Linked DNA regions of Gossypium hirsutum: region 1 is linked to region 2. The links are chromatin contacts, called in public Hi-C maps. All regions are on one chromosome and are shown on one strand. The core of a region is the stretch at or near the end of the contact, and the rest is flanking DNA. Distances in the headings are between cores, read along the strand shown. Region 1 holds the start of LOC107916618 (trihelix transcription factor GT-1). Region 2 holds the start of LOC107918232 (F-box/kelch-repeat protein At1g67480).

Region 1 (4,692 bases), core at 1,236-3,735, 570 kb before region 2:
AAGAGCACATGGGCATGTCCCCTTCGTCACACGGGCGTGTGACTCTGTATTAAAGAAAATTTCCCAAGTTTTTCTAAAGCTTTTGGTTTGGTCTTGAACTATTTTCCAATGTATGTTTTGGACCTCGTAGGTCCATGCAAGGGACGTTTCGTATATGTTTGAATGACTTTTGAAATAAAAGAAATTTTATAGCCTAGTTTTGCATGAACATTTGTATGCATGTTCGGTAATGCCTCGTACCCTATCCCGGCCTCGAGTACGGGTAAGGGGTGTTACAATAGCCTTTCACACGGGCATGTGACCCTTGTTTTACACTTTTCCCATTCTTTTCTAAAATGTTTCACTTCAGTCATTGATTGTTTCCAGGTTGATTTTAGAGCTTTTGTAAACTTGATTTAAGCTCGAAATTGTATGCAAAACATGTTTGATTGAATAATTGATATATGACTATAGTTTTATCGAATTTTTGAATTAAATTCACATGTTTCTGTTCTGTTTATTATTATTGCACCCCATAATCCGATTCTGACAATAGAGACAGGTAAGGGGTGTTACATTTACAAAATCAAATCTTATCAAATTACAAATCTTCTAAGATTACTTATTTACCAAGATAGCCTTGATTTTCCATAAGTACTTCATTGGACCACCAAAGCTTCAAGTAGATGGGCTTCTTCACATGTTCCATGAATCGGGCCAATTTAAGTGGGTCGAATGAGCCCTATTTAATCGATTGACCTTCATGAAATGTTCTTTGCGCAATCATCACGGGCTTTGATCCGCGACTCGTGACATTAATATTATCGAAACTCATTATCAATAAAATCTATTACTATCAAACTTAATCTCACTAAAATACCTATAATGACATTTTGCAATTAACTTAACCTTTTGAAAATCTATAACATGAGTAAGTAATACCACGCCTTAAAAATCAAGGTATAAAAACAACTTAATTACCTTATCTAATTTAGGTCCGAATTTGAAGAAACTTCAAGCTTTTCTTTCTCTTTTTCCTATTCGGTGCTAAGGAAAAAGATGGATTTTTTTTTTATCTCTCCCACTAATAGTTTTATATATATATTTAGATTAACAATTTAATTAACATAATTAATCATGTTTACCTTACTAATTTAAGACTATTATATATTATAATTATAATATGAAGGTTAAGTGGATTTAATCATCACATTTTACTAACCCATTAATTAATAATGATTAAATAATCTTTAGGTCCTTTGGTTAATTGCAAATCAAGTCCCCATGTATTTTTTAATTTAAAGTTTAATAGTGATTACATTCTTACAATTTAATTCTTGAACCACTCAATTTAATTACCCGACCACCCACTAATATATTTTCATACTAAAAGAAAAATCATTCTATTCATAATTTCACAGTTTGGTTTACGGAATTAAATTCGAGATCACATTTTTCTATACCGACTAAAATTAAATCATTACACATTTATTTAAATCTAAAATTGTTAAATATATATTTATACATTCATATCAAAATTTATCTTTTGTGTTCGTTTTTTATTTATTTAATATTTACCATAAATCAACATTTAAAAGCAATTTTACTTACAAAGAAAAGAATTCAACATGTTAATAAATTAAGTAGTTCACCTCATCTTTGGGTCTTAAACCTTACAAAACTAATATGATAAACATGAATTTTTAAATTTTAATATCATTTATGTAATAAATTTGAACTATGAACTACGAATCAAAACTGACAGCTGCAAATTTAAACTCAAATAAGAAATTACATGAAGTTGATCACTGGAACTAGTAATAAACTAAAGAGAAAATTCGCTCAAATCTATTCCAGCTCTCAATCACCAAACCAAGAAAAACTCAGAAAATTTAGAAAAAAAAATTGGAAGGTTTTTAAACTACCTCTCTCGATAGCAACAAGTTACTCTATTTGTTTATCATTCATTAACCTAGTTACACCAAAATTCCCTGAACCAATATCCTTAACAAGTTCATAACAATCACTATCATGCATGATTAGCATATCCATCTCTGGTCTCACTTTTAAGTGTTGACCGATCCACTGTAAGTGAGAGTTTGAATTATTTTCCATTGTGTTTTTCGGCCTAAATGTAGCTGCTCTTAGAATTCCTGAGATAAAGGGTTATCTTAATGGAGTTGACATTCCTGACATGTTTGGTGCTCCACCATTGCTTTTATATAAGAAAAGAGAGGAGATGGATGGAGAGGTGGAGAGGGTTTTGGAGCCAAGTGACCGAGAGGGTTCGGACGATAGATGATAAAATAAAGAAACTCAAAAGTTTAATTTTTAAAATAATATTATTATTTAACATAAAATGTCATTTCTGTTTGGATTTTAACATTTTTATCAAAAGAACCTTACTATATATCTAAATTATAAACTTTTTTATTTAAATGTCTAAAATAAATAATTTTATAGTTAAATAATTACTTATATAATTTACCCTTAAAATAAATTATCGAGAGGGAAAGGTAGGGAGGGACAATGCAAGGCAACTGCCGAAGGCAAGATAAAGAAACTGGTCTTGCAGCCAACTGATCATGTTTTGAATGACCTGGTTGTAATACTTTCTATTACCCTTATTTACCAAAAATAAATAAAGAAATTGCCCACGCTATTTTCTTTTTTCACTACTATTTATCGGCTAAGCTCTGGAAAAGGGAAGAAAAGACTAATCAAATTCAAGCTCCATGATTTCACTTCTCCTCCTGTTCAAAACTCTCACTCTTTTCAACTCCTAAACGCCTTAAACCCCTAATATACAAGCGAAGAAGAAAAAAATAAACCATTTTCCTTTCCGATTCGCTGCCACGTACTTGTTCGTCCATTGATTTATACAAGGAAGCTCCTGCTGCCATGGCCCGGGACATGATCATCGAGGTCACCACCAATGGGGGTTTACCGGATCATCTCCGCCACCACCATCCTCACTCTCTCCAACAACAGCAGCAAATGATCTTGGGCGAAAGCAGCGGCGATGACCCAGAAGTCAAAGCCCCGAAGAAAAGAGCCGAGACCTGGGTCCAAGACGAAACCCGAAGCCTTATCGGTTTCCGGAAGGAAATGGACGGCCGTTTCAATACTTCTAAATCGAACAAGCACCTTTGGGAGAAGATATCAGCTATGATGAGGAAGAAAGGGTTCGATCGATCCCCAACTATGTGTACGGACAAGTGGAGGAACTTGTTGAAGGAGTTTAAGAAAGCTAAGCATCAAGATAGAGGGAGCGGTTCAGTCAAGATAACCTATAAGGAAATTGAAGAGATTTTAAGGGAGAGGACAAAGAAGCCTTATAAGGCTCCAACTCCTCCTCCCAAGCTTGATTCCTTTATGCATTTCTCTGATAAGGGTTTATGTACTACTTTTGACTTCTTTTTTGCCCTTTTCATTTTGCATTTAAAGAGTCCGAACTTTTATTGATGATTTGCTGTTACTATGGTTGATGGGGCTTTCTCTTTAAATCCTTTATTTGGATTTAAGAATCCGTTTTTGAGTTATATAGCTTTAATGATTTTCCCTTCTTGTTCAAAAAGCCTGTAATTTTTCAAATTTAAGTTGTTATTGAGTTACTAAGAGTGGTATAGTGAATTGTTGAGAACAGAAATTAATTTTGGTGTCTAATAACTTTGAGTGGCATTTTTTTAATGGTTGTGGTGACTGCTTTATAAGAGGGGTTTTCTTCAACCTTCATGAAAGCTGCTGCTTTAAAATTCATTTACAAAATAATTGGTTGACATGATTTTGGATTCATTTTTTGAAAATCTATTAATATATTTAATTATTTCGAAATCTAGAATACCGTTTTGAAAGAAGTAGGGAAATAGTATGTTTAAATCTTATATGTGACCTACTGTTTCCTCTGTTTCTTATGCGGTTTGATCCATTTTCCAATGCCTTCATTCTACTTTTACAAGGTTTATCAGGTTTGATCTTCTTTCATGAAACCTTGATGTCGCATTTCGCATTTCTTCATGAAAGTAGTACATAAGTTTTCTTCTCCTGCTTTTGGAGATTTAAATGTCTATTCTTTCTTACTCTCTCCCTTCTGTTAGCAGACTAGCATGGTGTTCATTTGAGCTACCTGATGGCTTATTGCCACGTATATTCGGTTTTTTCTTTTACCATGACTTTAATAGTTATCACCATTATGTTCGGACTCTTGCAGGTTTTGAGGATACCAGCATAACATTTGGTCCTCTTGAAGGTATGTTGTTGCTGCTGTTACGTAAGTTTGCTGTCTTCTGGTTTATCTTGATTTTAGTTTCATTGCTTTAGAAGCTTGTTGTAATATTTGTCCTCAAGTTAATTTGGATAATTCTTAGAATTATTGGTGCAGTGTCATTAATCTTATTAACCCTATGCCCTTCGTCAACTTCTTGCTGGATTCAATATGAGGCATAATTAGAGAAGAGTATTCCTATCTTGAAAGCACCATGATATTCTTTTCAGAAAAAAGGCACCACAGTACGTGCATATTTTTCATAAGACCAGTAACGTTATTTATCGCATTACTCTGGGAACCTTTAAGTATCACCCTCTATTTATTCATCTGTTAAATTGGATTTACTTAAAAATAAAACTGAACAGTCACACTTTTTTCCCTCGTAACCTTTCTTTTCAGCATTTTTAACCAAGATGGACAGCCTTGCTTGTTACTTTCCCCTTCAT
Region 2 (4,754 bases), core at 1,325-3,824:
TTATTCAATTTAGTCTCTAAAATCAAAATTGCAATATCTCTCAAATTTGAGCTTTGATTTCGAAATCGATCTCAATTACATCTTTTTAAGACCCTCTACTGTCCATAATTACAAAGATTTCATAACGGTTATGAAATATTTATACTTTAGCCATTATGTTTTTTTCACTTTACAAATTTATCTGCTTTTTCATAACAGTTATGAAATATTTATACTTTAGCTGTTCAGAAATATGGGCGAACTCATTGTCATTGGTGAGTTGAAGTTTGAGTGGGATGGACATGTAGCACAGTTCCATTAAAGGCATGTAACATGTTTTTTTTAACTAACATAAACTTTACATGTTAATTCAGTTTATGGCTTCCTAACATATTAATTTTGTTTATTTATACTGTATTTTTAATATGAGTATTATCTTAAAATAGAGAATATCTATTTTTCTATATAAATAATAGTTACGAATTAAGAAAAAGAGAAAGGAAAATTCTTACTAAAGTGGGATCCACCAAGAAGGAAAATTAAAACCACAAAGAAATTGCATAGAAGAATCACAAACTCCCATTAATGGGAACCTAAAAATCTCCAATTACTGACCAAACTGTTAAAAGTAGAATACTTTAAGGAGAAATACAATAATGATTTCATGTTTTTCTTTCTATTACTTTTCTATATATATATATATATTTATCCAATTCTTTCGTCCTTGATATTTTTATTATGTTAATCAACAATTATTTTATCAGTTTAAATACAAATTATGTTTGTTATTTATCTAAAGCTCAAACCAGTTGGATTTTTTTTATTCTTGAATAAATATATGTAACCTTTATATATATATATATATCATCCTGAAAAATATTTTAATATACTCATCCACCATTTAAAAATAACACGTAATAATTTAATAATAAAATCAACAACAAAAGTAAAACCAATATAAAAAAAATTATGCAGTAAAACTAAACCAAATTATTATTATTTTTTAGTTTTTCAAAAATAAGAGCACTACACAAAAATAAACTCTCAAATACAAACCTTTGATGAAACCAAATGGATATGTTTGGTCAAATTCTATTATTAGACCCTATATTTTGTGTAAATTATAAATTTAATATTTATATTTTAATTTTTAAATTAAAAATATATATTAATATTTAGTATATTAAAAGTGTATTTTTTTAATTTTAAAAAATTAGAGTGAAAATATAAAAAAGTAAAGCCAAATCATTCTCCTATATTAGACTTGACTTCTTTTTTTTCTTTTTACCAGGAAAAGAATTATTTGTCTGATGTCACGAAATAAACGGAGGCTTAAAATGAAAGAAATAAATGAATAAATAATGATGATGATAATAATGATAATGAGATGATTAGTGAGTGGTGGAACCCTCTCGCCCTTTTCTGCCTTGCTTTTTCTATGCTTATAAATTCTTTCCCTTATTCATGGCTGCTTTGCCTCAAAACACTCTCATCCCCTTTTACGCCTTTCTTTTCAACACCAACCCTTTTTCATTCTCCTCTTTTCCAGGATCTTCAAAGGTAAATCCCCCTTTCCTCACACCTCTATATACATTGCCTCCTTTCTCCTTTCTTTTAAAATTTATGTTCATTTAGGTTTTTTTTTTCCTTTAAAAATTTTAAACCAAAAAAAAAAATATTTCTTACCAGGTTAGAGAACCTGTTGAGACGTGAACTTGGGGATCTTTTTAGTGTTTATCTTCAGATCTAACGTGTTTCAATAGTATTATTGCCAGACTGTTAGGATTTTGGATAAGAACATTCGGCTGTCTTCCTACCCCCCCCCCAACTTTACTTTCCAGGAATCTGGGTTTTCTGGTTGTTGATAGATGATTTGTTGGTCTGCTGCCTTTTACTTTAATCCTTTTGATTCTATGATATCATACATTTCATCTTAAGAACTCATCTGTTAATTTTAGTTGTAGTTATTTTAATTTAAGTTAGGGTGGTTGGGTAGGTCAAGTCAAGATCTGGGTTTTACAAGTTCAGAGATATATAATAAGCCCCTTGAGTTGTTCGCCCCTTTTGTGTATCTACCACCGCAAATAAATTAATACCTTCTTTTTGCAACATGTTAGAGTTTTAGGTTTAGAATAATAGAAAGGAACACTTACTTCACCACTACCACCACCACCACCATTATTATTATTATTTTGTATTTCTGTTTGGCTTTGGGTGTTTCCCAGCAGTACATAAGTCACTGCTGCCGGCCTGGAGAATCATGATCAAAACAAGTTGTCTATTTGAAGACAGAATCGCTGTTATATGAACTGGATATGTATTGGTTGAATTGACCTTTCTTCATTTTAATTTATATATTCAGGTGATTACTGGTTTCATCATAATGGAAGTTATTGGGGGCTAAAACTTCTGAATTTTATGGCCTTAAAAGGTATTGATTTGACAATGACCGTAGAGATAAGCTATTGTTTCTTTGGTTTCCTGTCGGTAAGCTATTGTTTCTTTGGTTTCCTGTCTTCATACTAATTGGTTATGGTTTTACAATCTTGCATTTAGTTATTTGGGCAATGTGTGGGCAACGGAACGGATACAGAGGTGTGGGAAAAGCTTTGCAGAGTTCAACAGGAAAGAGGGCTTTTGGCATGGAATATGAATCAGATTGGACTAAGAATAGAGTTTCATCGGCATTTACAGCTCAAGTCATCCGTTCTGCTACATCACTTATGCCTTGGAGTTGTAAAATCCCTATAGGTGATGGATTTCATGAGTTTCTTTAATTAGTTGACTAGCATTTATAAATATTGACGCATTCTTTTGGGAAAATATATTTGTACCGCATACGAGAACCATCTAGAAAAAAATGCCTGGTTTTGTGAGAGAAAAGAAGAGAATCACAGAACCCAATATGTGTCTCAGCTCCCCGCTTATGCCAGATCATTCAAAAGGCAATCACCGTTCACCCTCTCAGGCTACTGATGAAATAGAAAGCCCGTTGCTTCCAGGGCTACCGGATGATGTGGCCAAGTATTGCCTTGCTCTAGTTCCTCGTTCTAGCTTCCCTTCCATGGGTGGTGTATGTAAGAGGTGGAGATCATTCATTCAAAGCAAAGAATTCTTAATGGAACGAAAGATAGCTGGAATGCTTGAAGAGTGGCTTTATGTTCTAACTATGGATTCTGAAGGAAAGGAAAGCCACTGGGAGGTTTTGGATTGTTTGGGCCAGAAACATAGGCTTCTTCCACCAATGCCTGGTCCAGAAAAAGTTGGATTTGGGACAACTGTCCTCAATGGAAAGCTTCTTGTACTTGCTGGCTATTCAGTCATCAACGGAACTGCTTCTGCCTCTGCAGACGTTTATCAATATGATTCTTGCCTCAACTGGTTTGTTTTCCATTTTCACTTTTTATATGACGCTTAATATTTTGTCTTGGACTTCTTATTGGTTTTAACACATCATCATAATTGCAGCTGGAGCAAACTAGCAAACTTAAATGTTGCTCGCTATGATTTTGCTTGTGCGGAGGTAAATGGTGTGGTTTACGTCGTTGGAGGCTATGCGGTTGAAGGCGAGAGCCTCTCCACTGCAGAGGTGTATGACCCTGACACAGATAAGTGGACACTCATTGAAAGTCTACGTCGACCTCGCTGGGGTTGTTTTGCCTGTGGATTGAACGGAAAGCTTTATGTCTTAGGTGGTAGGTCAAGCTTCACTATTGGAAACTCGAGGTTTGTTGATGTGTACAACCCTGAGAAGCAGACTTGGTGTGAGATGAAAAATGGGTGTGTGATGGTCACTGCCCATGCTGTGCTGGAGAAGCAGCTTTTCTGCATGGAGTGGAAGAACCAGCGGAAGCTGGCAATATTCAACCCAGATGACAATAGCTGGAAGATGGTTTCGGTGCCATTGACAGGGAGCACAAGTATAGGGTTCCGTTTTGGGATATTGGATGGAAAACTGCTACTATTGTCAGTGGAAGGGGACCCTGGTTACCACACACTTTTGTATGATCCAAATGCAGCCCCGGGTTCAGAATGGCAAACTTCTGAAATAAAGCTTTCTGGTCTGTGCCTATGCAGTGTGACTATTAAAGCTTGAAAGAAGCATGCCCTGATAATTTAAGGATCTTCAGTGACGAATGACCTATGTATTCTCATTTAAGTTAAATTTGATTGTGTTAAGCTGATTTGGACTGGGAACATGTCAGAACCCAAAACCTATGTTGTTGAGGTTGAACTTGTTAATTGGATTTCTGTTTTATCATTTCTTTTTTCAAAATATCCTGGGTGATAATGCTTTATATCTTTCGTCTTGTTTTTTTGGTGGTTGGGAAGTGGCACAAAACTAAAGCTGGCTGGCTTGTTTACATGGATTAGCGATATAAGCAGGATTGAATATGCAAATATAGAGCAGAGAGGAAGGGTGGGAAATGAGTTTAATATCAGGGATGTGGGGAGGAGATAATAATGGCTCAAGAAACAGATGTAGAGTGGCTGATGCACGCAATTGAAGGCAGCATCAATCAGCAGGATCAAGTTTTAGCCAATAAATTCCATATTGTCCTTGATCAAGGCTTCTTCAGAGCTCCTTACTTCGTTCATTCATTGATCATTGGTCTTCGAGGCCAATGATATTGCCCTTTTCAGGTCCTTGCTTAATAAGTTACCAAACCCTCAACTCATATTTCTCAATTCTCACTTCCGCCTATAAGCTGGGTTACCCCCAGCCTACAAAGCCTCAGTGTAAAAAAGGATGGGCCCACCCCTCACCATCTATT

What was found. A called contact is a pair of places that touch in the nucleus more often than the background predicts.
Region 1: a Hi-C map of leaf shows a contact between it and region 2, with 2.0 times the contacts expected there. The contact joins the promoter of LOC107916618 here to the promoter of LOC107918232 in region 2. A contact is called at or near these places in 3 of 34 Hi-C or Micro-C datasets (callus and leaf).

What each region holds. Positions count from the first base shown.
Region 1 is chrA01:95,728,954-95,733,645 of Gossypium_hirsutum_v2.1, reverse strand. It overlaps LOC107916618 (trihelix transcription factor GT-1), which reads left to right and starts at 2,485. Exons shown (of 5, transcript XM_041109881.1): 1 at 2,485-3,379; 2 at 4,190-4,228. The coding sequence starts at 2,881.
Region 2 is chrA01:95,157,381-95,162,134 of Gossypium_hirsutum_v2.1, reverse strand. It overlaps LOC107918232 (F-box/kelch-repeat protein At1g67480), which reads left to right and starts at 2,574. Exons shown (of 2, transcript XM_016847770.2): 1 at 2,574-3,360; 2 at 3,448-4,240. The coding sequence starts at 2,840. The coding sequence ends at 4,075. LOC107918230 (mannosyl-oligosaccharide glucosidase GCS1) reads right to left here. Exons shown (of 22, transcript XM_016847769.2): 22 at 1,776-4,754.